Linked DNA regions of Mus musculus: region 2 is linked to region 1. The links are chromatin contacts, called in public promoter capture Hi-C maps. All regions are on one chromosome and are shown on one strand. Each heading gives the region's core, a stretch centred on a gene start, on an enhancer-like site or on the middle of the called end of the contact. The rest is flanking DNA. Distances are from core to core; before and after follow the strand shown. Region 1 holds the start of Zfp799 (zinc finger protein 799). Region 2 holds the start of Zfp763 (zinc finger protein 763).

Evidence for each region. Capture Hi-C pulls out chosen DNA fragments and counts their contacts.
Region 2: a contact with region 1 is called in a promoter capture Hi-C map of adipose tissue. The contact joins the promoter of Zfp763 here to the promoter of Zfp799 in region 1. A contact is called at or near these places in 4 of 39 promoter capture datasets (hippocampal neurons, liver and macrophages) and 3 of 9 other capture datasets (adipose tissue, liver and pancreatic islet).

Annotation. Positions count from the first base shown.
Region 1 is chr17:32,826,965-32,834,105 of GRCm38.p6, forward strand. It overlaps Zfp799 (zinc finger protein 799), which reads right to left and starts at 3,297. Exons shown (of 4, transcript NM_177359.5): 1 at 3,125-3,297. The coding sequence starts at 3,127.
Region 2 is chr17:33,028,829-33,035,969 of GRCm38.p6, forward strand. Zfp763 (zinc finger protein 763) reads right to left here and starts at 4,553. Exons shown (of 4, transcript NM_028543.3): 1 at 4,454-4,553. The coding sequence starts at 4,474.

The DNA of each region.
Region 1 (7,141 bases), core at 2,047-4,546:
AGATGGTCCTGGGTAGAATAAGAAAACAGGCTGAGGAAGCCACAGTGAAGAAGGCAGTAAGTAGCACTCAGTGGCCTCAGTTTCAGGTCATGCCTCCAGCTTCGAGCTTCCACAAGACCTGGAGGGTCCATGCCTTAAATAATGTGAAAGGATGAACACAGTTTATTAAACACAGAGGCTATATTGTGCCAAGACAAGCTGTTCGTTAGGATTCACTCCTGCACACTGTACTTGAGTCCTCACAACTATACTTAAATTGACAGTACTATCCTAGAACAGGAATTAAAAGTTAAAACTCTAGATATGAGCCAGTGAGATGCCTCACTGGGTAAGCAATCTGAGCACAGGACATAGTTCCTTAGAACCTACATGATGTGAGGAGAGAACGAACTCCAGGGAGTGGTCCTCTAACTTACATACATACTCCATGACACACAGACCACCCCCATACACAGTAAATAATGAAATGGCTTTAAAAGTTGTGATTGCTATGTATGGTAGATTTTATGTATTTATTTTGAGTCAGAGTCTTACTGTCAAGCTCTGGCTGGCCTGAAACTCACTATGTGACCAGGCTGGCCTATCAACTAGCCTTTGCTTCCTTATTCACCACTGTTTTTTTTTTCCCCATTTTTTATTAGATATTTTCTTTATATACATTTCAAATTTCAAATGCTATCCCGAAAGTTCCCTATACCCTCCCCCCACCCTGCTCCCCTACCCACCCTCTCCTGCTTCTTGGCCCTGGCATTCCCCTGTACTGGGGCATATAAAGTTTGCAATACCAAGGGGCCTCTCTTTCCAGTGATGGCCAATTAGGCCATCTTCTGCTACATATCTCTGCAGCTAGAGACACAAGCTCTGGGGGTACTGGTTAGTTCATATTGTTGTTCTACCTATAGGGTTGCAGACCCCTTCAGCTCCTTGGGTACTTTCTCTAGCTTCTCCATTGGGGGCCCTGTGTTCCATCTTATAGATGACTGTGAGCATCAACTTCTGTATTTGCCAGGCACTGGCATAGTCTCACAAGAGACAGCTCTATCAGGGTCCTTTCAGCAAAATCTTGCTGGCATATGCAATAGTGTCTGGGTTTGGTGGATGATTATGGGATGGATCCCCGGGTGGGGTAGTCTCTGGTCTGGATAGTCCATCCTTTCGTCTTAGCTCCAAACTTTGTCTCTATAACTCCTTTCACGGGTATTTTGTTCCCTATTCTAAGGAGGAACGAAGTATCCACCCATTGGTCTTCCCTCTTCTTGATTTTCTTGTGTTTTGCAAATTGTATCTTGGGTGTTCTATGCTTCATTCACCACTGTTTTTAACTTCCTTCAAGAGAAGCCCTCTGGCCATCTGTAGGGAAGCTTTTCAATCTTCCATGTGGGGCTTTATTCTATTGCAATAGCCCATTCATATCCAGTCATGTCTTACCCCATGAAGATTTTTTCATGTTAAAACGTTTAGAAACAATCCAAGGCAGTAATACTTATGATAAAGACCAATCTGAGCAAGCCATGCACGTGACCAGTAATACTTATGATAAAGACCAATCTGAGCGAGCCATGCACGTGACCAGTAATACTTATGATAAAGACCAATCTGAGCAAGCCATGCACGTGACCAGTAATACTTATGATAAGGACCAATCTGAGCGAGCCATGCACGTGACCAGTAATACGTATGATAAAAACCAATCTGAGCGAGCCATGCACGTGACCAGTAATACGTATGATAAAAACCAATCTGAGCGAGCCATGCACGTGACCAGTAATACTTATGATAAAGACCAATCTGAGCAAGCCATGCACGTGACCAGTAATACTTATGATAAGGACCAATCTGAGCAAGCCATGCACGTGAATTTTCCTTTTCAGTAAGTCCAGCAATGTCAAAAGGGTTTGGAAAGTCAGGCATTTATTGAGAGTTATAAGAATCCTTAGGCTAAGAATACAAGTCATGGAATTTAGAGGAAACTTCCCTTGAGTGAAACCCATAGGCATGTTCTCATAGGACTAGCGGATGTCACTGAAATGTGAGAGAAGACAGGGTGGGGTGGGGCTGTTCTGGGATACTCTGTGCTTTGGGAACTATCAGCTTTCTGGCCTACATGACTGTTTTGTTAAGCAAAAACTCTGCACTGGTTTATTCTGAATATCAATATCAACAAAGAACAAATAAAGGCACAATTTAATAATCTGTCTCAATAATGACGCCTGACAATATACCAAATCATATATACATGCACATAAAACTCACCAGCCTAACCAGATATAACCCCCTGCCTGAGACTATAGAAACTGCAACAAGCTGGTTGACGGGTCATAGGGTCAATTGTCAAAAGCCAGAAAACTTATCACAGGAAAAGCCCCGTCTCTACCCTAGGACTCCAGCTCTAGGACCTCAGCTCACTTCAAACAGGCCTTCTAACAACAGCCTGTGCTCGGAACGTGCATTGGACATTCTACACCCTCACTGATAAGTCTTACCAGTTCTCTGCCTCCAACTTGAGAACCTCCTATATTTTCAGCCTTTCTAACCATTTAGTAACTTGCACTTTGTATACCATTGTGTTAAATGGTCATGTGTTACCTGCCTATTGATAGTAATACTTAAGATAGGGATAAATGCATCGTGGTTGCCAATGGCCAGCTCTCAAGGATAACCAGGTGTACTCATCAAATCCTAGCCGATAAAGGCTGAGAAATGACTGACTGTTAAGTAAATTGGGACACTGAGCAGACATAAATGCAGCCTACTTTTTTTTTTTTTTTTTTTTTTTTTTTTTTTTTTTTGACAACGTGCATAGAACCCGGGCTCACCTCGCGGTTTTCCTACAAATCCCCTTACAAGAGCCCAAACCCACGGTTCCCCACGACTCTCCGCCTACACCTCCCAGACTGCGGAGACGCAGGCTGCAAGCGCCCAGCTGACCTGAGACCCCGCAGCACTGAGCTCTCAGCAAAGGACAGGACCGCAGCTCTGCCTGCTGGTCCAGCTCCATCCAGAGGGACCCGGGCAGCGCGGCCCAGCAGAGCAGATGAGATGCAGACTCAGCTGCCCTGGAAGGCCGCGTCCCCACTGCCGCCTCCGCTTACAGTAGCCTCCTCCCTACAGCCTGCGCACGCACCATTTCCAGTCACCGGGTGTCCAGGTGACCTCCTGCGATTCCCGCTGTCAGTAGGGGGGACAGAGATACCGAGGAGAGAGACCTGGGGGCCGCAGTCAAAGACACAGGACGACAATATGGCGGGGACACACAATGGCACCCCAAATGTTGTGCTTTCTACGTCACCGAAGACCGAAACTCCTCATTGGGCAGTTCACACAGCTACCAAACGTTCTCCTTGATTGGCCAACAATCCGTGAGCCTGCCTCCTGAATCCTGAGTGACAATAGAAACATCTCCTTCCTCCCTGGAAGACTTCACAGTTGACCCTGGTTCCTACTCTGGAGAGCACCTGGCCCCACCAAGGTTTTTTCTCAGATGCACTACTTTTATCGTTCCTTTTTGGTACATTTATTTATAGCTCATGTTTCAATATCACCACACAAGATATTTTGATGATCCCAGAAGGGCAAAAGTCAAAGGGTTGGGGCTAGGGAGATGGCTCCTTTGAAGTTCTTCTGGAGAACTCGGGTTGGCTTTCCAGAACCTCATCGTGGTTCACAATTGTCTGTAACTCTTAATTCCAGGGGATCTGATGCCTGATGCCCTATTTTTGCCTCCAAGGGCACCATGCATGCAATGGGTGCACAAACCATACCTGCAGGAAAAATATACCTGCACACACACACAAAATAATAAAATGAAAAAAATAAAAATAATCAGCCTCCTTCCTCAAAAGCACAGGTCTTCCAAACCCCCTCATGTATCATCTCATCAAACAAGCAAGCGACAACAAATTTCTGCTTTGTGTTGGCCAGCTGCTCCCACATACGGGGCCTCATTTGGAGTGTGGTTGATGTTCCCTGTGTCACTCCATTAAGGAAAAACAATTTTCGCTCTCCTAGCATCTTGATTAGGAGTGGGACTTTGCTACCACTTCCCCTTCCCTGGGCTGGGATTTTTGTCTAACTTTATTGAACTTATGTAGGTCTTGTACATGTAGCCACTGTCTCTCTGAGTTCTTATGTGCACCAACCCTGCTTATCTGGAAAACACTGTTTTCTTGAAGTCACCCATCTCCTCTGGTCTTACAAACATTACACTGCCTCTTCTACAGAGATCTCTACCTTCATTAGATTTTTTTTTCCTTTTTTGATTCTTCAGCTAAGACAGTAAGAAATATGATGTCATACAGACCCTAAGAAAACACAAATGCCAGCCCAGGCTACTATATCCAGCAAAACTCTCAATTACCATAGATGGAGAGAGCAAGATAGTCCATGACAAAAACAAATTTACACAATATCTTTCCAAAAATCCAGACCTAAAAAGGATAATAGAAGGAAAACTCCAACACAAGAAAGGAAAGTACACCCTAGAAAAAGCAAGACAGTAATCTTCTTTCAACAAACCCAAAAGAAGACAGCCACACAAACATAATTCCACCTCAAACAACAAAAATATCAGGAATCAACAATCACTATTTCTTAATATCTCTTAACACCAATGGACTCAATTCCTCAATAAAAAGACATAGACTAACAGACTGGATACATAAACAATCCAGAATTTTGCTGCATACAGGAATTGCACCTCAGTGTCAAAGACAGACACTACCTCAGAGAAAAGGGTTGCAAAACAATTTTCCAAGACAATGGTCCCCAAAACAAGCTGGAGTAGCCATTCTAATATCAAATAAAATTGACTGTCAACCTAAAATTATCATAAAAGATAAGGAAGGACACTTCATACTCATCAAAGGAAAAATCTACCAAGAAGAGCTCTCAATTCTGAACATTTATGCTCCAAATGCAAGGGTACCCACATTCATAAAAGAAACTTCACTAAAGCTCAACACCCCACTCTCAGCAATAGACAGATCATGGAAACAGAAACTAAACAGAGACACAGTGTAACTAACAGAAGTTATGGACCAAATAGATTTAACAGATATCTACAGAATATTTCATCCTAAAACAAAAGGATATACCTTCTTCTCAGCACCTCATGGTATGTTCTCCAAAACTGACCATATAATCCATCACAAAACAGGCCTCAGCAGATACAAGAAGACTGAAATAATCTCATGCACCCTATCAGATCACCATGGACTAAGGCTGGTCTTCAACAACAACAAAAACAACAGAAAGCCGACATACCCATAGAAGCTGAACAACACTCTGCTCAATGATAACTTGGACAAGGAACAAATAAAGAAAAAACTTTTTAGAATTTAATGAAAATGAAAGCACAACATTACCCCAAATTATAGGACACAATGAAAGCAGTGCTAAGAGGAAAACTCATAGCACTGAGTGCCTCCAAAAAGAAACTGGAGAGAGCATACACTAGCAGCTTTCAGCACACCTAAAAACTCTAGGACAAAAGGAAACAAATTCACCCAAGAGGAGTAGATGGCAACAAATAATCAAACTTGGGGCTGAAATCAACCAAGCAGAAACAAAAAGAGCTATATTTTTGTATAGTTTTTTGTTAATTCTTTAACAAACAAACCCAGGAGCTGGTTCTTTGAAAAATTCAACAAGATAGATAAATCCTTAGCCAGCCTAACCAGAGGCACAGAGACAGTATCCAAATTAACAAAATCAGAAATGAAAAGAGAGATATAACAAAAGAAACTGAGGAATCCAAAAAACAAAACAAAACAAAAAAATCAGATCCTACTACAAAAGCCTATACTCAACAAAACTGGAAATTATGATGAAATGGACAATTTTCTAGACAGATACCAATTACCAAAGTTAAATCAGGATCAGATAAACCATCTAAACAGTCCCATAACCCCTAAAGAAATAGAAACAGCCATTTATAGTCTCCCAAGCAAAAAAAAAAAAAAAAAAGCCCAGGACCAGATGGGTTTAGTAAAGCATTCTATCAGACCTTCAAAGAATACAAATACTCTTCAAAATTTGTTTCACAAAATAGAAACAGAAGGAACACTACTCATTTAGTTCAATGCAGCCACAATTATGCATATACCTAAAACACACAGAGATCCAACAACGAAAGAAAACTTCAGACCAATTTCCCTTATGAACATTGATGCAAAAATACTCAATAAAATTCTTGCCAACCGAATCCAAGAACTCACAAAATGATCATTCACCACCATCAAGTAGGCTTCATGCCAGGGACACAGGGATGGCTCAATATATGGAAATCCAACAACGTAATCCACTATGTAAACAAACTCAAAGAAAAAACTGCATGATTATTTCACTAGACACTACAAAAGCATTTGACAAAATTCAACATTCCTTCATGTTAATAGTCTTGGAAAGATCAGGAATTCAAGGCCCATACCTAAACAAAATAAAAGCAATATACAGCAAACCAGTAGCCAACATCAAACTAAATGGAGAGAGACCTGAAGCAATCCCACTAAAATCAGGGACTAGACAAGGCTGTCCACTCTCTCCCTATCTATTCAATATAGTACGTGAAGTCCTAGCCAGAGCAATTCGACAACAAAAGGAGATAAAGGGGATACAAATTGGAAAGGAAGAAGTAAAAATATCACTATTTGCAGATGATATGATAGTATATATAGGTTACCCCCAAAATTCCACCAGAGAACTCCTAAACCTGATAAACAGCTTCAGTGCAGTAGCTGGATATAAAATTAACTCAAACAAACCAGTGGCCTTTCTCTACACAAAGGATAAACGGGACAAGCAAGAAATTAGGGAAACAACACCCTTCACAATAGTCACAAATAATATAAAATACCTTGGTGTGACTCTAACTAAGGAAGTGAAAGATCTGTATGATAAGAACTTCAAGTCTCTGAAGAAAGAAATCAAAAAAGATCTCAGAAGATGAAAAGATCTCCCATGCTCATGGATTGGCAGGATTAATATAGTCAAAATGGCCATCCTGCTGAAAGCAATATACAGATTCAATGCAATCCCCATCAAAATTCAAACTCAATTCTTCACTGAGTTAGAAAGGGCAATTTGCAAATTCATCTGGAATAACAAAAAACCTAGGATAGCAAAAACTATTTTCAACAATATA
Region 2 (7,141 bases), core at 3,303-5,802, 200 kb after region 1:
CAAGAGGAAAAAATGTCAGGGCACAGTTATAATCAAAAGCAAAAATTAAACTCCAACTGTCCAATGTCTGGGATCCAACTCACAATCTTCTGGGCTCCTCCAAGGGCTTGGGTCACTTCTCCAGCCATGCCCTTTGTAGCACACACCTTGTCTTCTAGGCTCCAGCTGCCTGTACTACACTGCTGCTTCTGTTCTTTGTGGTCATCTCATGGTACTGGCATCTCCAAAATGCTGCTGTCTTCCACTGTAACTAGGCTTCACCAATAGCCTTTCATAGGCTCTCTTCATGGTGCCAAACCCCAACTCCTTTGCATGACCCCTTCAGTCCTGGGCCACCAATTGCAACTGAGGCTGCACCTCACCAATGGCCTTCCATGGCCTCTCACAGTGCCGAGCCTCAGCGTGACCCCTTCATGCCTTCAAAACCAGTACCACCTGGGTAACTCTTACACATTACCAAGTCCAGTCACAGCACAAGGTACAACCTTGGCTAGCTCTCGAACACAGCCTCTGTGCTTTCAGAAAACACTTCCCAGAAGATGTCACCTCAATGATTCTGGTGTCTTCTTAATCACCGCTAATTTCTTAGCTCCAGCTAACCAGCATCAATAGTCCCAGTAATGCAAAGTTTTGCTTTAGTAGTTCTGGTATCTTGTTAATCACAGCTGATTCTTCAGCCCCAGCTAACCAGAACCACAGAATCTTCCAATCAAAATAGCAACGGCCCTGATAAGAGTCTGTAATCTTCCCTCTGAAATTTCACAAGCCAGGCCTCCATCTTCTGCACTGTTCTCAACATTATCTTCCAAGTTCCTACACAACATCCCACAAAGCTCTTGACACCAAATGGATATTCTGGCCCAAAGATCCAAAGTCCTTCTACAGCCCTCCCCCAAACATGGTCAGGTTGTCACAGGAATACTCCACTATGCTGGTACCAATTTGTCTTAGTCAGGGTTTCTATTCCTGCACAAACATCATGACCAAGAAACAAGTTGGGGAGGGAAGGGTTTATTCGGCTTACACTTCCATATTGCTGTTCATCACCAAGGAAGTCAGGACTGGAACTCAAGCAGGTCCAGAAGCAGGAGCTGATGCAGAGGCCATGGAGGGATGTTCTTTACTGGCTTGCTTTCCCCTGGCTTGCTCAGCCTGCTCTCTTATAGAACCCAAGACTGCCAGCCCAGAGATGGTCCCACCCACAAGGGGCATTTCCCCCTTGATCACTAATTGAGAAAATGCCTTACAGTTGGATCTCATGGAGGCCTTTCCTCAACTGAAGCTCCTTTCTCTGTGATAACTCCAGCTGTGTCAAGTTGACACAAAACTAGCCAGTACAGTAAGAATTTGCAAAGACTGTGGAACTTTTAAAGTTATTTAGCCCTCAGTCACATCAGTGTTGAAAGTTCAAAATTCAAAGTCTCTTTTGAGATTCATGTAATCTCTTAACTGTAATCTCCTATAAAATCAAAATCAAAACACAGATTGTATACTTCCAACATATTATGGCACAGGATATACATAATTATTGCAAAACATCATAGCAAGGAAATACTGGACCAAAGCAAGAAAATACCAGCTGGCCAAACTCCAAACTCCATGTCCAATGTCAAAGCACTCTTCATATCTCTAACTTCTTTAATCCTTGTTGATAGTTGTTGACAGATCTGGCATTCAGCAACAACAAAATTCACTATTTGGGGCTGGTTCCACTCCCTATTAGCAGCTTTCCTCAGCAGGTAGGATCTTGTTCTAAAGTAAGCACTCCCTTAATCTGTTTATCTCCTCAAATACAGGATTTAGCTCAATTGTACTTCCTGGTCCCTTTTATTACTTAAACCAAACATTTTGTATTTTTCCTTCCTAAGGTGGCTAATCTTGATTAAAATACTCTCCATGAGAGTACACCAGAGGGCAAAGTCTATGCTGAGCTTTTCTGAGACTTCCTTTGTCAATGCAATTAGTATAAATCAGCAGACTCTTTAAGCAAGGATAAAAGGCAGCAACACTCTTCACTAAAACATCATAAGAACGAACTCCAGAGATTGAATCACCCTCAGCCCAATGTCTTCCATATTCCTGCTAGGATGGCCCATTAAGTCCCACTTAAAGCATTCCATGACTTTGCAAATCCCAAGTCCCCAAATCTACATTCCTCCAAACAAAAACACGGTCAGGTCTATTCCCAGCAACACCCCACTCCTGAATTGAAAATATAATGACTGGAGGATATGAGCAGTACCGTGAAATGCTGTGTTCAGTGCATGGCACGGCTGCTGCATACACGAGTTAACAATAGCTTGTGGTTACCCACACAAATACTGCATGAAATCATGCCAGTAAAATAACTCCAGCAATGGACTTGGGAGTGGCTTCCAAAGCCCCACCATTAACTGAGAGGCAACTGCTGGAATTTCAGGATTTCACTATGATCAGCAATGGCTCATATTTTTAATCCCCTCAACACCATTTCTAAACTCCTTCTCTTATATGTGATTATTTTTCCCATATAAGGAAGACAGTTAGGTCTTCTACTCTAATCACCCCCTTGTACGTGGTGTGCTTGAGCATGCATCCTCACATGGGCACAGGCACATGCGCACTTGCTTGCACACACACTCACACACACACACACACACCTGACATTCGAATGGACAATTGTTAACAAACATTTGTATGTCTTTAATGTGTAACTCTTATTGCAATAAACTATATAACTATATTTTGCTTGATTTCCTTTTTTTTAATTTATTTTTTATACACATAAAAAATATGTGTGTCTGTGTATGGTTGTGTGTTTACAATTTGTGTGCAGGCTCTAGAGGCCAGAGAAGAATGTCAGGAGTTGGATTTACAAGTGTTTGTGAGCTGCCCAACCTGGCTCTGGGAACAGAATCCAGGTTCCCTTGCAAAAGTGGTAAGCATTCTTGACAATTGAGTCATCCGACTCTTGAGATCCTACACTTTCATTTTACTTTGGTATTATTTTCTCTTTGAATTCTATTAGAAAATCAAAAATGCTCTTTTCTAAATACTGTGTCCCAAGACTTTAAAAAAATTCATTGTACAAGTAATTTAAATTTATTTTCAAATAATAGTATAACTATAACCATGTTTCATAACAATGTTACCCTCTCCAAGGTCCTTCTCATTTTAGTATGTAACTGCTCATTATTTTACCTATAATTAGCTAAAATTGTTATTTTACTTATAATTAGCTAAAATTACCTAGTACCTGCTAACGTTCCCATCAATTTGAGCATGAATACAATACAGAGAGAATTTTAAAAAGTAGTCATTTTCTTTGTATTATTTAATACTTTTTATGCATAGCAGGATATAAAATCAATATACAGTAAGCAATGTCATTTCTCTACTCCAATAAAGACTAGAGTGGAAGGGAAAATCAGAAACAAAATACCATTCATGGTAACGGGAAAAGAATTAGAAATAAAGCCCAGTAAAAGGGTAAAAAGACTTCAGCGATGACAACTTCAAATAGTAAAGAAATAGAATACTCAAGTCCACGAAGTGGCAGAAATAATACTGTTCAAATGAATATTCTACTGAAAATACCAACTCCCCCACACCCCTAAAAGAATGTCATCTGGTAAATACTGATCAAATACTCTTAGTCACAATTTCTTCTATTTGGAGAACCGGCCTCCAGCACACAAGCAAACGATGTAGATTGGCAAGCACCTGATCTACTTTACAGGGCTCACAAAAACGAAGTCTAGGAAAGCTTTTTAAAAACCCGAATTTTGGCTTCAGAAATGGTCAGGGGGAAAAAACCCATCATTGTACTTCTCTACTTTCTCTAAGATTGAAAAATTTGGCCTACTCACAGACGGCACAATTAAATACTCTTTAATCTCATCTTTAAAGGGCAGCGCGCGCGCGCACACACACACACACACACACACACACACACACACACACACACACACACACACACAGAGAGAGAGAGAGAGAGAGAGAGAGAGAGAGAGAGAGAGAGAGAGAGAGAGAGAGAGATTAATAAGTTCTCCCGGCCTAGTGTTCAACTGCAGTACTGTGAAGAATATAATTTACAAAGGCGATGAGAGAAAAGAATCGAAAGCAGCAGAGATATGCCTATAAGGCATACGAGCAACTGCTCACACCACCCAAGTCCCCTTACACCACAGTCTGGACTCCGCGTCACCAACCTGCAGTGCTGCAGTGTCTGCGGAGGCGCAGGTTCCAGGTGAGGACTAACCCCATGAAGATAGGGGCCTGGAACGAAGTAGCTTCCCTAGGACAGAACAGAGCGGGCTCCGGTGCCCGGTCGCCTGCTCTGCGCACAATTCCAGTGTCCCGCTCCAAGGCACACTAGGCTGCACAGCACCAAGGGAACGGCAGGCAACAGCGCCACAGACTGCAGTGTCACAAAGCTTTCACTTACGACTCCAGGAGCCCAAGGCATACTCACCATTTCCTCTTTCATATGCATCCAGGTGTTCTTCCTAATAGGCCTAAATACAGGAGATATAGTCCAGCCCCAACACCACCACAGACCTTCTCAACAACACAGGACTCAAACATGGCGGCAAGGGCGGGACCTTCCGAATGTACCGGTTCGTCATTGGACAGTTCATGAATAGCAGTAACAGCATCCCTGATTGAGGAAAGATAGTGACAGCCTTGAGCTTAAATGCCTTAATTAATAACATTCCTCTTTCCCAGTGCAGTTAGAATAGCGGATTCTTTTGTACGCCAGTTTTTTTGTTTGTTTGTTTGTTTGTTTTCCTTTTGTTTTTTAAGTGGACTAAGCCGGTTCCGACCTGTTTTATAACTTTGCCTTTAAGGGGAACAGGCTACTTTATGCACTTTGTTCTTGTGAACTCTGGGGCCCTCTACTGCTTTGATTACAGTGTCCAAGTTTGCCCTGCACATTTTTGATTCAAGTTCTTAATGGGAAGACCCACAGAATCAAAGATCTGTCCAGAGACAGGAACCAGGAGATCCTACTATGCAAACTCATGACTTTGGAATGAGGTAAAAGTGTTGTAAAGCTCTCTCACACGTTATGTTTCAATTTATTGATTTTGTTTGCTTGTTTTTATTGTTGTTTTGAGGCAGAATCTCTGCTATGTAGCTGTGGCTGTCTAAGTACTCACCATATACACCAGGCTTGTCGCGGATTTACAGTAATCCAACTGCCTTTGCTTCCAGAATGCTGGAATTTAAAGGTGTGGGCCACTATGCACTGCTACTCAACCAATCCATTTTTTTAATCAATAAAATTAGAGCAACAACCAATGAATACAATTATTGAATTACAGAAACACGAAGTTACATAGCAGTAATATTCAACATAGAATTCAAGACATATATAGAGTAACTCTTCAATTCAGACAAAAAATTTCCTTGGCTCAAAATCCAGAGGGATGTCTACATCTACAAATATACACATACATCACAACCGTCAACATCACAGTGACAAACAGCCCTTCTGTAGTGCTGAGGTAGAGACAACTAGGAAGTCTGGGAACTCACAGAGGATGCCTTCTATTGCTTCCTGTGGTGGTGGTGGTGGTGGTGGCAACCTCTTTCAACACCTTCATTTAGGTGCTTCTCAGCCATTCGGTATTCCTCAGGTGAGAATTCTTTGTTTAGCTCTGTACCTCAATTTTTAATAGAGTTATTTGATTTTCTGGAGTCCAACTTCTTGAGCTCTTTACATATATTGGACATTAGCCCCCTATCAGATTTAGGATTGGTAAAGATCTTTTCCCATTCTGTTGGTTACCTTTTTGTCTTATTGACAGTGTCTTTTGCCTTACAGAAGCTTTGCAATTTTATGAGGTCCCCTTCCCCCCACCAGACTCAGAAAATCTGGAGGGGAACTAGAAACCAAGAGAGAAATACCCATCCAACAAAGAAATCCAACAAAAGAAATCCAACAAAAGAAATCCAACAAAAGAAATCCAACAAAAGAAATCCAACAAAGAAATCCAGAAGTCAGCACCTGGATCTGTAATTCATCCAAAATCAGATGCCTACACTTAATCATAAAAACACCACCAATAACAGTGAGGCTACAACATGTCTCCACTAAAGTCCAACTATCCTAACCACAGCAGGCCCTGAATATTCAATCCGACATAGCTGAAGCACAATGAAAAGACCATAAAACTGACTGTATGAAGATGATAGATGTTCTTGGGATGAAAATAAATAAATTCTCTAAAGATGGCCAAGAAAACACACACAAATCGTGGAAATAAATAAATTTAACTGTTCAAGACCTGAAAATGAACATAAAAGCAGTAAAGAAAACACAAACTGAGGGAATTCTAGAAATTAAAAAAAATAATGAATTCAAACATGCACTACAGAGGCAAACTTCACTACCAGAATACAAGAGGATGTCAAGTATTAAAGATACAATAAAAAATGAATACATTAGACAAAGAAAATGCTAAATCTAAAAACGTCCTGATACAAAACATTCAGAAAATCTAGGACGGCTATTAAAAAAATCAAACCTAAGAATAATAAAAATAGAGGAAGACGAAGGATCCCACCTCACAGGCCCAGAAAATATTTTCAACAAGACCATCAAAGAAAAATTTTCCTAATATAAAGGACATGCCCATAAACATAGAGAACACCAAACAGACTAGACCAGAAAAGAAAGTCTCCTCACCACATAATAATCAAAACACTAAACATACAGAACAACAACAAAAAGAATATTAAAAGTTGCAAGGACCCTGATATAGCTGTCTCGTGTGAGGCTATGCCAGTGCCTGGCAAATACAGAAGTGGATGCTCACAGTCATCTATTGGATGGAACACAGGGCCCCCAATGGAGGAGCTAGAGAAAGTACCCAAGGAGCTGAAGGGGTCTGCAACCCTATAGGAGGATCAACAATATGAACTAACCAGTACCCCCAGAGCTCGTGTCTCTAGCTGCATATGTAGCAGAAGATGGACTAGTTGGCCATCATTGGGAGGAGAGGCCCTTGTTCTTGCAAAAATTATATGCCCCAGTACAGGGGAATGCCAGGGCCAGGAAGCGTGCGTGGGTGGGTTGGGGAGCAGGGTGGTGGTGGTGAGGGTATAGGGGACTTTCGGGATAGCATTTGAAATGAAAATGAAGAAAATATCTAAT